Regions from separate parts of the Mus musculus genome. Here all the other regions are linked to region 5. Evidence: chromatin contacts called from public HiChIP or PLAC-seq and promoter capture Hi-C data. All regions are on one chromosome and are shown on one strand. The core of a region is the stretch at or near the end of the contact, and the rest is flanking DNA. Distances in the headings are between cores, read along the strand shown.

What was found. Promoter capture Hi-C pulls out the DNA fragments that hold promoters and counts their contacts. HiChIP or PLAC-seq counts read pairs in DNA pulled down with a chosen protein or histone mark.
Region 1: a contact with region 5 is called in a promoter capture Hi-C map of liver, with 2.8 times the contacts expected there. The contact joins the promoter of Marchf2 here to the promoter of Zfp870 in region 5. A contact is called at or near these places in 3 of 39 promoter capture datasets (hippocampal neurons and liver) and 1 of 115 datasets of contacts at active chromatin or transcription factors (large pre-B cells).
Region 2: a contact with region 5 is called in a promoter capture Hi-C map of hippocampal neurons, with 2.9 times the contacts expected there. The contact joins the promoter of Pram1 here to the promoter of Zfp870 in region 5. A contact is called at or near these places in 2 of 39 promoter capture datasets (3T3-L1-derived adipocytes and hippocampal neurons).
Region 3: an H3K27ac HiChIP or PLAC-seq map of embryonic stem cells shows a contact between it and region 5, with 2.9 times the contacts expected there. The contact joins the promoter of Cd320 here to the promoter of Zfp870 in region 5. A contact is called at or near these places in 2 of 39 promoter capture datasets (both in liver), 3 of 115 datasets of contacts at active chromatin or transcription factors (astrocytes, embryonic stem cells and large pre-B cells) and 1 of 9 other capture datasets (embryonic stem cells).
Region 4: a contact with region 5 is called in a promoter capture Hi-C map of stem cell-derived epiblast-like cells, with 2.2 times the contacts expected there. The contact joins the promoter of Akap8l here to the promoter of Zfp870 in region 5. A contact is called at or near these places in 1 of 39 promoter capture datasets (stem cell-derived epiblast-like cells), 3 of 115 datasets of contacts at active chromatin or transcription factors (embryonic stem cells, pancreatic cancer cells and trophoblast stem cells) and 1 of 9 other capture datasets (pancreatic islet).
Region 6: a FOXA1 HiChIP or PLAC-seq map of pancreatic cancer cells shows a contact between it and region 5. The contact joins the promoter of Angptl4 here to the promoter of Zfp870 in region 5. A contact is called at or near these places in 2 of 39 promoter capture datasets (embryonic stem cells and liver) and 3 of 115 datasets of contacts at active chromatin or transcription factors (microglia, neural tube and pancreatic cancer cells).

The regions. Positions count from the first base shown.
Region 1 is chr17:33,717,109-33,719,960 of GRCm38.p6, reverse strand. Marchf2 (membrane associated ring-CH-type finger 2) reads left to right here and starts at 1,284. Exons shown (of 5, transcript NM_001252480.1): 1 at 1,284-1,415.
Region 2 is chr17:33,636,751-33,639,674 of GRCm38.p6, reverse strand. Pram1 (PML-RAR alpha-regulated adaptor molecule 1) reads right to left here and starts at 1,619. Exons shown (of 10, transcript NM_001002842.2): 1 at 1,498-1,619. The coding sequence starts at 1,500.
Region 3 is chr17:33,841,763-33,844,825 of GRCm38.p6, reverse strand. It overlaps Cd320 (CD320 antigen), which reads right to left and starts at 1,735. Exons shown (of 5, transcript NM_019421.3): 1 at 1,535-1,735. The coding sequence starts at 1,655.
Region 4 is chr17:32,349,145-32,352,112 of GRCm38.p6, reverse strand. Akap8l (A kinase (PRKA) anchor protein 8-like) reads left to right here and starts at 1,536. Exons shown (of 14, transcript NM_017476.2): 1 at 1,536-1,626. The coding sequence starts at 1,614.
Region 5 is chr17:32,890,272-32,893,101 of GRCm38.p6, reverse strand. Zfp870 (zinc finger protein 870) reads left to right here and starts at 1,499. Exons shown (of 4, transcript NM_207245.2): 1 at 1,499-1,661. The coding sequence starts at 1,659.
Region 6 is chr17:33,780,025-33,782,918 of GRCm38.p6, reverse strand. It overlaps Angptl4 (angiopoietin-like 4), which reads left to right and starts at 1,344. Exons shown (of 7, transcript NM_020581.2): 1 at 1,344-1,856; 2 at 2,026-2,136; 3 at 2,272-2,389. The coding sequence starts at 1,527.

The sequences.
Region 1 (2,852 bases), core at 35-2,534, 830 kb before region 5:
GCATTGTAAGAATAATAATTCATACTAATAACGTGGGGCTGTGGTGGCATATGCCTATAATCTTACGCTTGTGAGGGTGAGGCAGGACCTGGGCTACACAGTAAGACCTGTCTCTAACAAATAAGCAAACACAATGATTAAAAACCGCTAATGTTTGTCTCACAATATTTATATTAGTTAATGTGTCCCCAGGGTCTTGCACATGCCTGGACCATAATAATGCTTCCTACAGAATTTTGATCTTTTTGGTTTTCCTTCATATGGTTGGCCTTGCTTTCTGTGTAGTTGAGGGTGACCTTGAACTTCCTGGGTGCTGGGATTATAGGCATGTATGACCAAGCCCAGGGCTTTGTGTATGCTAGGCAAGTACTGCTAAGTGTTCTCTCACTGAAACCAGTGCTAGATTGGCAGACAGCAAACCCCAGCCATCTTCCTGTTTACACCATCTACAGCACTGAGGTTACAGGAGTTCGAGGCCCTATTCAGCTCTTTTATGTGGATGCTGGGGATTTTAACTCAGATCCTCATGTTTGCCATGCAAGAGCTCTTGCCCGCTGATCTATCTCAACAGCTCTTTCTACCATCTGTTGCTCCATTTTTTGAATGTATGTCTTGCTTGAATAATTGATGAGTAAATGATGATGGCTTTAGTTTCCTCCACAGAACTCTAACCCCTTTGGGCGGATTTCCTTCTGCAAAATGTGATCATAGCCACCCTAGGATTGGTAAGTGTGATAAAAATGTAGCTCAGTTCACACTGTTTGTGCCTAGCACGGAAGAAAAACTTCATTCCATTCTAGCTCCCGATAGAACTGGGAAGGTGGAGGCCAGAGGATCAGAGAGGTTATCCTTGGCTACAGAGTGAGTACGAGGTTAGCCTGATCTACATTAAAACTGTCTTTAAAAAACACAACAAACAAACAAACAAACAAACAAACAAACAAACAAACGGGGGCCGGGGGGAGCGGAGAAGAAGGCGGAAAGAAGTTATTTGGCAAGTGTGAAGTTGTTTACTTAAGCTCGCCTTTGTTCTGCTCCAGGCTCTGGCAGCAAGTCTACAGCCAGAGATTGGGATGGGGGAGGAGCTGGGATGAGGCGGGGTCCATTTTGGGGGTGGAGCCAGAACGCAGCAGGGGCGGAGTCAGAAGCTGCGGCGCCGCGGGGCCTGGACCGCCCAGGACGTCCCGTATTTTGAAGGCCCCACCTTCTTGGGCGGGGCGTGTATGCTGATTGGCAGATGATACTCAGAGGCAGTCTTCATTGGTTCGCCGTGCTGTCTGCTCGGCGGGCGGTGCCCGGACGCAGGTGCTCGCCGGAGCCGGAGCAAGCCGCTGCTGACGGGCCGGGCCGGGCCGGGACCCGGGCCAGGGAGAACCGAGGGGCCTGCGCGGTCGCCCGGCCCGGCCGCGGAACAGGTAGGCACGGAACAGCGAATGGGCCTGACCCGAGTATGTAGGCAGGTTTCCCAGGTTCCGGGTTCGAGCCTCCGGCTGAGTACTCGAGCGGGACAGATAGGGCGCTACCCTTGGCCTTACTTAGCCCTGCTCAGGACGCAGGCACCTCAATTATCATTTCAAGGTTGGTGAGAGGTCTCCGAGCCTCGCCACGCAGGAGAAACCTCTGTGAGCCTCGGTTTCCCCATCTAGGAAAAGTGGGTCATCTCGGAGCCAACATGATTTAGGAAATGGCTGATGAGAAAAGCGCCTGGCATACAGTAGGAGGTCAATAAGTGACTAATGTCACTCTGAAACCCTCTTCATAACGGTTCTGTTTGGGTGATTATTAACATTATAAAGAGTTGGGGCGCTTCACAAAAAGCTACTCAGTGCACTGTACTGAAAATGTTGTTTTTCAAACAGTAGTCAGGGACTGCCAAGATAGCTCAGCTGGTCAAGGTGCTTGTTGTCTGAGTTCAGTCTTGAGGTCTCATATGGTGAAAGAAAAACTGACAACAGAAAGTTGTCATTTGGACTCCATAGACACACCCTTGCATGAATATACACCACATACATATGCAAAAATACAAGCAAAATAAATATAATTGAAAACACTTTTTTTGTTTTGTTTTGTTTTTCGAGACAGGGTTTCTCTGTATAGCCCTGGCTGTCCTGGAACTCACTTTGTAGACCAGGCTAGCCTCGAACTCAGAAATCCGCCTGCCTCTGCCTCCCGAGTGCCAGGATTAAAGGTGTGCGCCACCATGCCTGGGGAAAACACTTTTAAAAAAACTCTGTAGTCAGAATTAATGTGGTTAGTGGGAAACATACTAGGTAGAAGTATTAAAAGTAATTCCTTTCATCTAAATGAGTAAATTGAAGTTCAGGGAAGTTAAAGCTGTTGCCCAAGGCCATACAGCAAATAGGAAGTAGAGCTTCTGGGATTAGAACTTAGTTTCTGGACTGGGGGTCTAGCTCAGTACTTGCCTAGCATGCACTAGGCCCTTGTTTTATCTCAGTACTGCCAAGAAAAACAACACACACACACACACACACACACACACACCCTAAAGTAAGAAAGAGATGGATGAGGCCCAGAAAAGCAAATTAACTTGAATCAAGACATACAGTATCAGTGACAGAGGCAGAATAAAGTGCCTAGGGCATGGAGCATGGTGGTACAGGCCTGTTAGGTCAGGTGCTCTGGAGGCTGAGGCAGGAAGACTTCAAGGTTCCGCTGGGTTATTTAGTGTAACTTTGGTATTGTTTAGTTCTTTTATTTTTGAGGTCTTACTCTGTAGCCTTGGCTGTCCTGGAACTCCTTACGGAGAACAGGCTGACTTAGAGATTGGATTGCCTCTGCCTTCCAGGTGCTGGGACTAAGCTTGTGTGCCACCATACCATTTTTTTTTTAAA
Region 2 (2,924 bases), core at 370-2,869, 750 kb before region 5:
CTATGAAGTTTTTTATATTAGTTCTTATATTAGGGTTGTTTTGAGGATTTTTATTTTTGTGGTGTTAGGGATGGAACTTAGCACCTTGCTAAACAAGCTCTAGCAATGAACTATATCTTCCCAGTGATGAGGGTTTTTTGTCATCGTCCTCTCCTCCTCCTCTTCCTCCTCCTTTTTTTTAATTTGTTTTTTGAAGCAGGGTCTCATATATCCTGGGCTGGCCTCAAACTTGCTTTATAGTTGAGGATAACCTTCTGCCTCTGCCTCCCATGTGCTGAGATTACAGGTGTGTGCCACCATTAGTTTAGCTTGCTTGCTTGCTTTTCTTTTTCTCTTCTCTCTTCTCTCCTCTCCTCTTCTCTCTTCCTCTCCTCGCCCCCCTCTCTTTTTCTTTCCTTTCCCTTTCCCTTTTCCCTTTTTCCTTTTTCCTTTCCTTTCCTTTTTTTGTTTTTTGTTTATTTTAAGTCAGTTTCTCACTATGTAGCCCAGGCTGGGATTCAACAGTTCTACTGCTTCAGCCATCTGAGTGCTGGCATTACAGGTGTATACCACCATACCCATTTTGACTATAAATTGTTAAAATTTAGTTGGGGGGACTAGAGAGATTTCTCAGTAGGTAAAGTACTTGTCATGCAAGCCTGAGTTCTAGCTTCAGTACTCATACATAACAAAGTCAGGAGCAGTACCTGTCATCCTAGTTAGCTCTGGAGAGCTTAGGCCAGGAGGCCCTCTAGGGCTTGTTGGCTAGCCATTCTAACTAAGTTAACAAGCTCTACATACATCTATCTAAGATGTGGGTATTAGGTGTCATAGTCCCTGACATGTCTCATGAGGACCAGAAGGGAGGCTCCCCAAATGTACAGGCACTATATGATATGTTTAGAACATTTCTGGTGCTCTCAAGTCTGACCTGCTCTTTGCCATAGGTGCTGGTAGATATCCCCAGCCTATCTTCACCAAGGGTAAAAAAGATTGGAGGACAGAGAGGACAGAACCTTGTAAATCTATCTAGAGATGGACTCAGAAGGATCTCTGGGAAGGAAGCAATTCTTGCCTGGGGTCAGACATTTCTTTGTTGAAGCCCCAGTCTAAGTGAGTTGATGACCACAAGGGTAGATAAGGAAGGGTTTAGCAGAGCACAGCTTGGGTAACGGACTGGAGATGGGGACTGGTGTAGCAGGTGCGTGACCCATTTAATCACTTCACAGGAAACCTCTGCTTATATCCCAGCTGCTGACCTGGATTGAGGGTATATCATTCCAGGCAGACCCAACCAGCACCACACTGCCTTGCAGTCACAGATACAAAGCTGGTCCACAAGAGCTCAAGCTATTATGCCTTGGTTGTTTCTTATCTTTTCCTGTGCCATCTCATCCCCAAGACTGTTCTAGCTCTGTTCTGCTAGGTTACCCATGAGGGCATATTTACCAGTTCCCCAGTTTCTACTTGGGACCCTTGTTACCTGAATGAACTTCCAATGGGGGCTTGAGGACTCACCATGGCTTCAGGGGATGATGAACCACAGGGTGAATGAGCTCTGAGCTTAGGCTTCTGCCTTGAGGAAGTTAAGTGTGGTTTCTGCTCCACGGGCTGACACACCAAGTCGGAGCTGTTGGGCTGGGGAGGGCAGAGGAGGAAGGAGGCGGAGATAGCCTTTCTGTCCCCTCCTTGAGTTCCTGCCTGTCCACTACTGTCCCCAAAGTCAGGTCATTAGACCTAAGCACATCTATAAAGCACAAGTTTCCTAGCTCCTACTAGCCTCTTGATTCCCTATTGTCCCCCTTAGTTTTAACACTTTGGGGTCCTGACAAGCTTTGTCTCTGAAGAGGCAAGCTTAGGACAAACTCAGGACAGTCACAGCACCTTAGTGGGGATTTTATGGCTTTCTCTGGGTCTTAAGACGTCTCTAAAGAGGTAGACCTAGGATATGGCTGTTGCAATGGTGAGGACATATCTGTCCTCCTGTATTGCTTCATCTACCTTGTTTCACCATTTGTACTCTCAACAGGACTTCCCTGTTAAGGTGACAAATGCCCCATCAGCCAGGGCTATGCACCCAAAGCATCATCAACTGGGATAAGCAGACTTATGGGTGGGTGGCATTAAAAGATGTCTAAGTCCTGGGCTGAAGGGACATCACTGTTGCTGTGAAGGTATGGGGTTTTAGGACCTCTCAAGTTCACAGTGGTTAAAGGAAGCAGAGAGAGGAGAAACAAGAAAACTGGATTGCAGGAAAATGAAGCCCAAAGTGGGACAAAGGTAGATATAGGAAAGGAGAGCCCTGACACGTGATTCAGTCCACAGGAACAAAGAACACTCAGCAGGGTTCAGAGGTATGATTCTCAGTTTGGGAACAGAATAGAATTCTTTGAGCTGTTAAAAAAATATCTTCCAGAGATTCTGATGTCACCAGTCTGGGATGTGGTCCAAGGAGGAGGACTACTTACACCCTAGCAGGATGGTTCTGGTGTATAGATGAGTGTACATGTGTCTATGTCCCTGGAGTCACAAAGTACATGCTCTAAGCAACTGGCGTAGTGGTGCATACTTGTAATCCCAGCAGAAGCAGGAAGTTCACTACATTTCCAAGGTTAGCCTAATCTACATAGTGAATTTCAGGCCAGCCAGCACTACATAATGAGACCCTGACTCAGAAACGTAACCAAAAAAGTACATGTTCTACCCAGGTATAGTGGCACACATCCGTAATCCTCGCATGTGGGAGAAGAGGATATTAAGTGCATGACCATCCCCCGGCTGGAAAGTTGAGACCCTGTGAAGGAAGATAACATAAACTAAATCCAAAGTTTGTAGCTCTGTTGGTAGTGTACTTATATAGCATGTACAAAGCCTTAAATCTGATTTCTAGAATCTCATAAAACAGCACTTGGGAGTTAAAAGCAGGAGGATTGGAAAGTCTGGTA
Region 3 (3,063 bases), core at 486-2,985, 950 kb before region 5:
CAGTGTGTGAACAAGTCATGTGAGGGTCCACATTGACCCAGATAAAACCTAAGCCTTTCCAGGGAAGCCGGGGCTGTTTGCTGATCAAGAGGGGCAGGCAGTGAAGAGACCTGGTACTTGGGCCAGCAGGAAGGAATGAACAAAGACAGGAGGGAGCCTTTAGAGCTTCCTACCTCACACACAGAGCCAGAGCCTCCAAGACCCCTCCCTCCCTCTCCTTGTAGTCAAACGCAATTATACCTGCATACCACACAGTTCAGAAGCTCCAGAGAGCTGAAGAACTGAATACAAGCCCTGGCCACCACCCCTTCCTGCCCAGCATAGCCTCCTCTCCATGCCTAACAACTCACAGTCCTGCCAACTCAGACCTTCTCTTCCTGACTCTGTATTTTCTTGGAATGGGCCCAGAGCAGAGCAGACCCTATACCTCTTGGGGGCAATTAATCAGACAGGAGTCAGGATGACCCATGATTCCTCCTCCCAGTCTATGTCCTCATCTGTAAAAGAGGAATACTAAGGCCAGACTTAATGTTGCTCAATAGTAAGTCCAGCTCCTGGGATGCTGGAACAAGAAGACTGCTTGGAGCTACAAAACAGCCGAAAGTGGGAGGAGGGGTAGTTTATGGGTACAGATCCATAAACAGCCAAATACAATGGTCCATACCTAATAATCCCTGTGCTGGGGAGCCTAAGGCACAAGTTGAAAACAGCAGTCCAGCCTGTGTTATATAGTAAGTCCCTGTCTCAAAAAAAGGGGAACTAGTGCCTGCCTTTAATCCCAGTACTTGGGAGGTGGATCTCTAGGAGTTCAAGCCCAGCCTAGTCTATATAGCAAGTTGCAGACAGCCAGAGCTATAAAGTGAGACCCTGTTTGGAAAAAAAAAAAAAAAATCAAAACATAATAAAAACCTAAAAACAGAAACAAAAACAAACAAACCAAAAAAACCTTGAAACAGTTAAGACCTATTCTCATACAGAGTGGATGGTCAGTAGTGGCCAGTGGTCACAATCGGGCCTCCTCGTCCTGCCCGGGACAGGTTCCTGGCCAAGATTGGGGTTCACAGGGGAAATACACTCCAGGGCTCTTCCTTCCATTCTCTGAGGCAGGAATACAAGGAAAAACTGAAGCTCTGGGTGCTGAAAGAACAGCCACAGAACTGCAGCCTCAGGGCTGAAGGTTTCGGGAAGGCATACCTGCTGCAAGAAGGTACCGGGTGACCAGCCCTGCGTGGTGAGAGGTCAAAATCAGAAACAAAAGCCTTCCAGCCCACATTGAGCTGAAGGACGGCTTGGAGGTGACTTAGGGACAGCGCAGGAATAAGGGAGGAAGCTGAGCAGAACACAGGAGAAGGCACCCATGTGGCGGTCCCCTCTGCACGCACAGAGGGCCGATTCTCTCCACTCTACCCACGCTAAAGCCAAACACGCGTGCTGGGGGAGTGTCAACGACCGATGGGCGGCGCAGCCAATAGTGAGGCGATGCCAGCGCGTGGAGGCGGGATCAAAAGCGGTGTAGAAACGGGGGTTCACTCACCGGAGACTTGGACCCGGGTATGGGCCGGAGCCGGAGCGGCCTCTAGGCCTGTTCTGAGACCAAAGAGGAGCCGCAGCACCAGGCCCAGGGCCACTGCCCGCCCAGCTCCGCCCCGCGCCATCCAACAGCTAGCCGAACTGCTCCGCTCCAGCCGCAGCCGCTCAGTCAGAAGGACGCGCTGATTCTCGCGCACGCGCACACAAAGGCAGGGGGGAGTGGCGCAAGCAAGCCTGCGACCGTAAGTACCCGAATACAAGGGTACTTTGATTTTAGGGCTCCTCCTGGCTTCTTCCTAGCAGTAAAACCTAATGTGTTTGGTGACCTAGGCCTGTAACTCCCAGATATTCTACAGGCTGAGGAAGAACAAAGCCAACCTAGGCTATTAAAGGAGACCCTACCTCAGAATAAAAAACAGGAATTCGGGGAGTAGTTCAGTAGTAGAGCACTTGCCTAGTAGTATTCAGGAGGCTCTAGGTTTAATCCCCAGTTCCATGAAAATAACCACATTAACTTGAAATAATAAACTTCTGCTGAACAGTGGTGGTGTACGCCTTAAATCCCAGCACTTGGGAGGCAAAGACAGGCAGATTTCTGAGTTCCAGGCCAGCCTGGTCTACCGAGTAAGTTCCAGGACACCGGGGGCTACAAAGAGAAACCCTGTCTCAAAAAACCAAAAATAAAAATAAACCTTCTAGGGATATAAATGAACTTAGCAATTTTGACCTAAACTTCACATGTAGCCTACTGCAAATATCACTGCCCAATGGTCCCAATGAATATGGCAGCCACACCCTGTGAACACTCCCCAGCAGGTCCCTCCTTTGTGCCACCTAAGGATTTTACTTATTTTAGCTTTATTGTCTTGATTGCCCCCTAGAATGCCAGCTGCAGGCGAACCAGGATGTTGGTTTCCTTTGATGAATGGCGAAAATAGTGAGGGAATGATGGAATGATCAAATGAGTGAACAGTTACTGGCTTCGAACCTGGACTGACCATCTCCTTGGTTCCCATCCCAACCTCATTAACTTCTAGTTCTCACACACTTGAGAAACATTTATTCTAACATGGGCCTGGTAGATTGATACTACAATTGTATTAATTGTAATTGATACAGATTGGCAGCCTTGGGTTTTCTCATCCCACTTCCACAGTTGAATGCATTGAGTCAGCTTATCCAATGTGGCTAGTGATGTTGTGGTTTCTGCTGGTCTGAGGTAACCCAAGCTGGCCTGAAACTAGTGATCCTCTCTCTTGCTTTGGCCTCCGAAGTATTGGGGATATAGTCATGTACCAGCTTAGTGTTTTATTCTTCACATTACGTTTTCCATAGCTCTACCTTAAGATTCCACGACACTGGCCGGGCGTGGAGGCGCATGCCTTTAATCCCAGCACTCGGGAGGCAGAGGCAGGTGGATTTCTGAGTTCAAGGCCAGCCTGGTCTACAAAGTGAGTTCCAGGACAGCAGGGCTACACAGAGAAACCCTGTCTCGAAAAACCAAAAAGAAAAAAAAAAAAAAAAAAAAAAAAA
Region 4 (2,968 bases), core at 287-2,786, 540 kb after region 5:
TATGTTTCTTTGAAGGATCTAGGCCTTTTAAAGAATGCCATTGTTATTACCCCTAAAGAAACTGCTAACAAGAACTGAGAGGTGGCTCAATGGCAAAGAACACACACTGCTCTTACAGAGAACTTGGATTTGGTTCCCAGCACCCACATGGCAGCTCACAGTAACTCCAGGGTATCCAGTACCCTCTTCTGACCACCTCAGGCACTGGGGGTGCATGTAGTTGCATAGACATATATTCAAGCAAAACAAATACATAAGCCTAAAAAGAATTGATAAACATTCCTTAATACCAATAGAACACCTACTTTAACATTTCTCAAAACCATAAGAAGGTACATGAATCATAGAAGCAGAGCTTGCTGTAGTTTATCCATTGTTTTATTTTTAGGGTTCTTCCAAGGATACCTCCCATGGTGACTTTCCACACAGCCAGGAGGAGCCAGGCATAGTGCTTAGAACAAGGCTGGTACTGGGTTACATTTTTCGTTTTGTGGAGCTGAGCATTGAACATAGGTTCTTATGTCAAGCATTTGCAATAATATATGATACATTGAGATATACTACTTGTATAACAAATAGCATACACATAAACAGTTATTTTTAAAGTGGTTTTTGAGAGGCAGGAGAGATGGCTCAGCAGTTAAGAGCACTAGCTGTTTTCCCAGAGGACCCAGGTTCAATTCCCAGTACCTTCATGGCAGCTCAGGGCTGTCTGAAACTCCAGTTCAGGTGATCTGACACCCTCACACAGACACGCGCAAGCAAAACACTAATACACATAAAATTTTCAAAAGCATCTTTATTTTGCAGTTGGAGAGCTCACATAAGGCCTTCTGTACATGCTAGGATAAAATGTTTTTCCACCAAGCTATATCCTTACAAACACTATTAATTGTTATGTAACGATTAATAAGAAAATAATATTTACTATTTACTTTGTGAAACTGGCCCTAATTCTTTACCCCTCCTTGAAACGGGGACTCACTGGAACCCAGAGTGGCTTAGAATTCATATAGTATAATCTGACCTCAAACTCGAGTCATTCTGTCTCAGGCTCCGGTATTCTGGGGTTACAGAAGTCAGCTACTACACATGGCCTTCTTCGTTTGTTTTAACGTTATCTCACATAACGTTTGTCAGGACCTTGTTTAGCAGTTAGATACTAATTTTCTCCTTTCAACATGGCTTTACCATTCTTGACTTCATTTCAGTGGCGGGGCGCAAGACGGTCGTCTCTGCTCACGCTGGCAAGTGTCTCGCTCGCACACACCAGGCGAGCACACGCGTGGGCTCGGACCTCTAGGTTGCATGCAGCTCCGCCCCTTCGAACCTTTCCATCTTCTCCCCTTGGCCTATTGGCGCAGGTTTTTGTTAACAGGAGGCGGAGAGTAAGGCGGGGTCGTCGGGGGTTGGCAGTATCTCCAACCACTGTCACGAAGAGGTGTAAAAATAGACAGGTAGCGAAACCAATAGGCGTGAAGTCCGAGGTTTGCAGAAGCCAATGAGATAAGGAGGCGGGGCTGGAGCGTGTGTGGAAGGACCCCAGGGATTGTTGTGGCGTCAGACGCGCAGAGTAGCGGTCTGTGTCCACGGCTCGGGTGTTCTCTGCGGCCATGAGCTACACAGGTAGGCCCAACAGGGTGAAGGCAGCGCTCTGGGCCGGGGCGTCAGGACGGGCTGAGTCATGCTAGGATCTCCTCTTGTAGTGTCGTGGTCATTGCCCTCTGTGGTCACAAAATGGCGTCTTAGGCTCTTCCCTTCGGGGTCGCATCCCTCAAGCTTCGGCTCTCACTGACCTCAGCCGGGCATCTTGGACTCTCCTGGCTACTCAAGGATTTGCTTGTGTCTTCTGTGACCGTAGGTCTTGGGCCTCAACGTTAGGTTCAGGCTTCCCGCACCTCCGTTCGTCATTCCCTGGCTAGTGCCCCACGGACACCCACGTCTAAGACGTCGCTTCTCAGGCCTGAGCTTCTGAGATCAGTCCGTTGGGGCGGCTGCTGTCGCCATTGCCTCCCTTGAGCAGTTTCTGTGCAAAACGTCGCAGACCCTTACTCATGGCACTCCCCCCACTTCATCTGGTATAAAGCGGGAGGGGGGGAGAGCCAACCTCCCCTACCTCACTCCCCCAGGGGGCGGTGAGAATCTGTAAATCTATATGAAGGCTCTGAACCGTTGCAGGGAGCTTTAGAGAGCAAGCTTGAACCCTGGTGACGAATGACTACTTTCCACTCAACTTACCGAATCAGGTGCTGAATAGACACTGAATGCTGACAAGAATTTCTTAAGCATCTTATAGGCGAGGACAGACAAAATACAATAAATATATTATTTTGGGTCTTGGGTATCCTGAAGAGATTCAGCCATTACACGGAGAGCTTTGAAGCCTCTGGGAAGGGTGACGTTTAAGAAGAGATGTAAGCAAAATAGGAAAGAGTAAAGATAGCTGTCGCTGTAAAACATACTGGGCTGGAACCGCCTACCTACTTAGATCAGTGATATTTGAGCAAAGAGGAAGGTGGGTGAGGAGCATGGTGAGGGGTGTGGAATATGCTTGAGTGACTGTAGAATCATTCTTGAGTGAGTTAGTTGCCAAGGCTCCCTGGGTTTGCCAATGAAACTTATCAGTCAGTGCCACAGACAGTGCCTCCCACTTTACTGGAGGTATTTCAGGCTTGAACTTAAGTGGTTGCTGGATAACCCACATTCTGTTTGGAATGTTTAAGGCTTTCAATGGAACCTGAGCTTTATGCCAGTCCTCCTAAGCCCCTGGGTCAAATGCTTGCCAAGAACCTTGGGATTTTTAACAACCATCCTCTAGGCCAGTGGTTCTCAACCAGGGTGATTTTGCCTGCCTCACACCTCCCAGGGGTACATTTGGCAATATCTGGAGTCCTGTTTTGTCTTATCTATATAATGTGTGTATGGGCAGGGGGGGGGTGGAGGTGGGGGACTGGTATGCAGTGCTACT
Region 5 (2,830 bases), core at 250-2,749:
CACCAGCTGAGACATCCAGCCTTGTGTTCTGAGCAACTACTGGGTTCTTGGACTTTCTGTTCAAAGTCAGTCATTGTTGGACTAGTTAGACCACAGCCTGTAAATTATTTTATACATCTCTCTCCCGCTGTGTGTGTGTGTGTGTGTGTGTGTGTGTGTGTGTGTGTGTGTGTGTGTTCTGTTATGCTAAAGAACCATGTGGTGGTTTGAATTGCTTGGCAAGGCCCAGGGAGTGGCACTTTTAAGACTTGTGGCCTTGTTAGAGGAAGTATGTCATTGTTGCAGTGGACTTTGAGGCTCCTAGTGTTCAAGCTCTGCCCTGTGCAGAAGAGAGTCCCTTCCTGGCTGCCTGGAGAAGACAGTCTCCTCCTGGATGCCTTCTGATTAAGATGTAGGACTCCCAACACTTACAGTACCATATCTGTCTGGAGGCTGCCATGCTTTCCACCATGATGATAATGGACCGAACCTCTGAAACTGTAAGCCAGTCCCAATTAAATGTTTGCCTTTATAAGAGTTGCCTTGGACATGGTGTCTCTTCACAGCAATAAAACCCTAATTAATACAAACCCTAACACACAGCAAGAGCAGATGTTTATTGGTCTGAGAAAATAAGGCCTCCAAACCTGAACACATCACAAAGGCTCTGAAAATCCGTTTTTGCAGTAGAGAGCAGGGCAGGAGGGCACTGATTTCAACAGGCCCAGAAACTGGTTTTCTGGGTAAACATTTTTTGTTTTTGTTTTGTTTGGTTTTTTGCTTTTTGTTTTTGTTTTTGTTTTGTTTTGTTTTTTTTTTTTTGAAACTGCAGGGTGAGAGACAAGTCAGGTTGCCTATTTTTGTCAATTTGTTTGTTTGTTCGAGACAGGGTTTCTCTGTATAGCCCTGGCTGTCCTGGAACTCACTCTGTAGACCAGGCTGGCGTCGAACTCAGAAATCTGCCTGCCTCTGCCTCTGCCTCCCAAGTGCTGGGATTAAAGGCATGCGCCACCACCACCTGGTTATTTTTGTGAATTTTATTGGTGGAATAGTTCGCAAAGTCTTGTACAGACTGGCGGTATAGCGGTGGGATGTGGGAAGATGAGAGCGGGCTGAGAGGTTTCCTTTAATAAGGCCCTTCCTCCTAATCCTACTCAAAGCAGCTCTTAAGAGTTGTCTCCGTGACCAGAGTCTGGAATTCTCTTGCTCTGACCCCATTCTTAGGAGGAAGAATTAGGAACGGCTCACTGTGAATTGTTACAAGCAAGAGAACAAACTTCGCTTGCATGCACACAGTCACCCAGACAGGGCTAGAACGCAGGGGTCTAGAGTGAAATCTGCTTGCTAATTTGCCTAATAAAACTTGTATGCCCTGTCACTAGCGCTCCAGGACCTGAGCCAAGGGCTCGCTGGCCTATCCGGAGAAAGGTTAGGCTCGCTGGCCTATCAGGGTAAAGGTTATTACTTTAGTGTCTGAAGTGTCCAATGAGAAGTACGCTTCTTGCATGAGGGGCTTTGTCTGACCGAGGTCTGTTTCCTTAAACCCCCTCCCCAGCCCCCCAAATTAGGCATGTTTGTGTTATTTGGAAGTATGTCCTAGATGCCAGGCCTAGATATCAGAGTCGCCTTCACTGACAGCAGGAGCCGCAGGAGCACACCAGGACACTCCGGGGCTGGAAATGGTACGTTCGGCCTGTGACTTAGATGTGGGCAGGATGCTGCGGCAGCAGACGGAGACCGCAATGGGAGCAGGTCTTGCAAGACAGCTGAGTCTGCAGCGGAGTCTCATCTGGCTCCGCTGGGTCTTGCCGCTCCGATTCCGCTGGGTGGAGCTGGTCCATCAGACAGAGCGGTGGTCTCTTCCTCTCTGAGCGCTCAGCGCTGCAGCGTCTGGGGTCAGCTGGGCTTCTCCACCAAGGTCTCGGGAGGATCCTGAGGAGCCAACTCTGGGAGTTGGATTGGGACTCTTCTACGGGGGATGAAGGTGGAGCTGCGTGGATGATGAAGGTTAGGACACGAGTCCTATAACTGCTTCGTCCTCCCCTGAAAATCTCGACACACCCTATGCAGTGTCTCAGGGCGCAGCTACCCAGAGGACTTTGTGATTCTCAGTGTTGAGAGAGAGAGATGGGGTGGGGGGTGCCGGGGTGTGTGTGTGCGGGGGAGGGGGGTTAGACATATTGGAGCAGCGAGTGGCCCCATCCTTTCTGGAATAAATGCCCATAGTGCAGTGACTCTCAACCTTCCTAATGTTCATTTTGTGATCCCATCCATAAAATTACCTTTGTTGCTCCTTTATAACTGCAATTCTGCTACCGTTATGAACCGTAATGTAAACATCTGATATGCAAGATATCTAACATACAACCCTTGAGGCTGGTACTGGTCCTGGACTCACAGATCTGCCTAGTTCTGCTCTCCAGTGCTGGGATGAAAGATGTGCACTTCCACACCTAGTGATTCCAGTTTGAATCCCTAACATCAACCAGCAGATCACACGGGGACATTTCACACAACCAGAGACAACACAGGTTACAAATGGCTAGGAAATAGTTAAAGAGCCTGCAGAATCCGTCTGTCCTGAAGACACAGGTAGAGAGCTGAGGTAGGTGAGGGGGGAGTCTCCAGGGGACCAGCTAAGGCTTGGCAGTGCAGGTACGTAGATGCCAAATGCCTCTTGGGAGGACAGGCTATTGGATGGTGACTTTCAGGTGGGCTGAATATTTTGCCACGAAGAAACTGCTGTGGTGAGGGACATGGTGATCCAGGAGTTGACAATTTTGCTGGCTTTTGACAGCTGACCCTGCCACTCTCTGGTTTTAGTCTCAGGTAAGAGGGTTCCATCTGTTGT
Region 6 (2,894 bases), core at 95-2,594, 890 kb before region 5:
TCAAAGTCACCATAGCTCCTGGAGCTGGAATTATAGGTGACTGTGAGCTGTTGGACTTAGATCCCCTGCAAAAGATGTAAATGCTCTTAACTGGTAAGATAGATTTCCAGTTCCTCCTGGCTTTTTTAGTTGTTGTTGTTGTTGTTTTGTGACAAGGTCTTCTTCCTGGATGGCCTGGAACTTCACTATGTAGACCAGGCTGACCTCAAACTCACAGAGCTTCCTCCAATTGCTTCTTGCTCTGCAGTGCTGGGAGTTAAAGTATGCATAACTATGAATTGTTTTTGTTTTGTTTTGAAACAAGGTCTTGCTGTTTCAGCGTTGACTGGTCTGTAACTTACTATGTAGAGCAGGCTAGCTTGTAGCTTGTACTATTCCCCTGTGTCCTGCGTGATGGGTTTACAGGTGCGTGCCACCAGTTTTGTTGTTGCTGTTGTTGTTTGGAGACCTGGCTCAGAGTAGCCCAGGCTCTCTTAAACTCACTTGTGTAGCTCAAGATGAATTCCACACTCTTCTGCTCCATGCCCCAAGAGCTGGGATGACAGGTCTGTCCTCAGACACTGATCCTCCTTTAACGCAGGTAAATTCCTGGACACCAAGACCCCTGGTGGTGGAGGACAGGCAACAGGAGGAAGCCTAGGGTTGCAATCTCTACAATGTAGACAGAAATCCCAGCTATTGACTATTTGGCCAGGAAGAGGTGACTAATTGAACAAGGGTGTTAGTGATCCTCACAAACACATCTGCAATGACGAATGCTTGAGCTGGAAAGAGCGTGGGAGCCAGAAAGGTGGTGGAAGTGAGAGTGGGGGCAGGGGTTCCGCCTGGTCTGTGGATTAAAGATCTCAGGAAGCCTCTAAGAGGCAGAGAGCAAGGTTCTGTAATCCCCCACTTGCCATCTGAACTCAGCCTACCAGGGAGAGAACTTTCTGCCACGTAACTCTGCCCTACTTTGCTTTTGACTTGAGAAGGGGTCAGTCAAGAAGGCATCCACGTAGCGGGAAGGGGAAAAAAAAAAAAGAAGGCATCTACGTCCTGATTTGTACGCCCTTTCCTCCATTGAACCGGGCTGGGATGCGGGCTAGGGCTGGGAATTTCCGGCCTTAGGATGAACCATGCAGTGCACAGACAGTCACGTCGCTTATTAGGTCGCAAGGAAGGCGAAGCAGCCATCCCCAAGAACTCTTCATACACACACACACACACACACACACACACACACACACACACGCCACACACACACACTCGTAACTACAAAGCCTGTGGCATTGCACCCTAAAACTTGGCCACTCGCTCCGCCCCCGGGCCCCGCCTCCAATGCTCTCCCTCCCACTCCCACACCCGCTTTATAAAGTGGGGCTTTAGGTGCAACCGTGAAACGCTTATGAGCTACGGGCTCCAGATCTTCTTCTGCACCAGAGCAAGTCTAAGTCTGAGCCGGCTCCCCCAGAACTCCAGCTGCTGGGTCTTGAACTCCTGCGTTCCGGAGTCCTAGCGTTGCTGCACCCAAGGCCACCCCCAGAATCATGCGCTGCGCTCCGACAGCAGGCGCTGCCCTGGTGCTATGCGCGGCTACTGCGGGGCTTTTGAGCGCGCAAGGGCGCCCTGCACAGCCAGAGCCACCGCGCTTTGCATCCTGGGACGAGATGAACTTGCTGGCTCACGGGCTGCTACAGCTCGGCCATGGGCTGCGCGAACACGTGGAGCGCACCCGTGGGCAGCTGGGCGCGCTGGAGCGCCGCATGGCTGCCTGTGGTAACGCTTGTCAGGGGCCCAAGGGAAAAGATGCACCCTTCAAAGACTCCGAGGATAGAGTCCCTGAAGGCCAGACTCCTGAGACTCTGCAGAGTTTGCAGGTAGGCGCATCTACTAGGACTCTGACTCTACTTAGACTAACGAGTCTAGTACTCCAGGACCTGGGTGGAGAAGGGCCTCAGAGCAGACTGTGAAAGGGTAGAAGGGAGGGTGAATAAGAGGAGGTTGCCGACATAAAGCCAGGTCTTCACTAGCCTTGCATATCTTCAGACTCAGCTCAAGGCTCAAAACAGCAAGATCCAGCAATTGTTCCAGAAGGTGGCCCAGCAGCAGAGATACCTATCAAAGCAGAATCTGAGAATACAGAATCTTCAGAGCCAGGTAATTACCCCAGCAATTGGCCCAAATGGGAAAGAGGAAACAAAGTGGGGGTGAAATGTAGTGATGAAATGTGGCTAAGCAGTTGTTATGGCATGAGTCAAAAGATCTAACCACCCGTTTCCTGCCCGGTCTTAGATAGACCTCTTGGCCCCCACGCACCTAGACAATGGAGTAGACAAGACTTCGAGGGGAAAGAGGCTTCCCAAGATGACCCAGCTCATTGGCTTGACTCCCAACGCCACCCACTTACACAGTGAGTATCTCTGGTCTTTGCTGTCATCTGGCAACTCCCCAACCACCCCACTTGCCATTCCAATCCTTAGCCTTCTTGTCAGGTCCACCTTAATAGGAAAGAAAGAGATTCTGGCCTTGGGTTCCTGTGGGCTCACTAGGCTCTCATCAAGGGTATTTTTATATATTGCACCCTCTTCACTTATGATCCTGCTTGGCCAGACCACCCCACCATTCTTTCCCAGCAAGAATCTTCCCAAAATCTTATTAGCCGTTAACCAGAACAAGTAGAGGAAGGCAGATCATAAGGAGCTAAAGTTTCAGGGGTTCTGGGAGATGGTGGTGTAGCTCAGGGACATCATGCAAAGGAATCCAGGGCTGTGTGTGGATGTGTGTGCGTTCCCGAGGTTTGGAACCCTCCAACATCTCTTGATGTAACTATAAAAGGGAAAACCAGAGTAAGCACACCCCCACCCCGGCTCCTAGACTAGACACATCCTCTTACATCTTACAGATACAGATCCTTT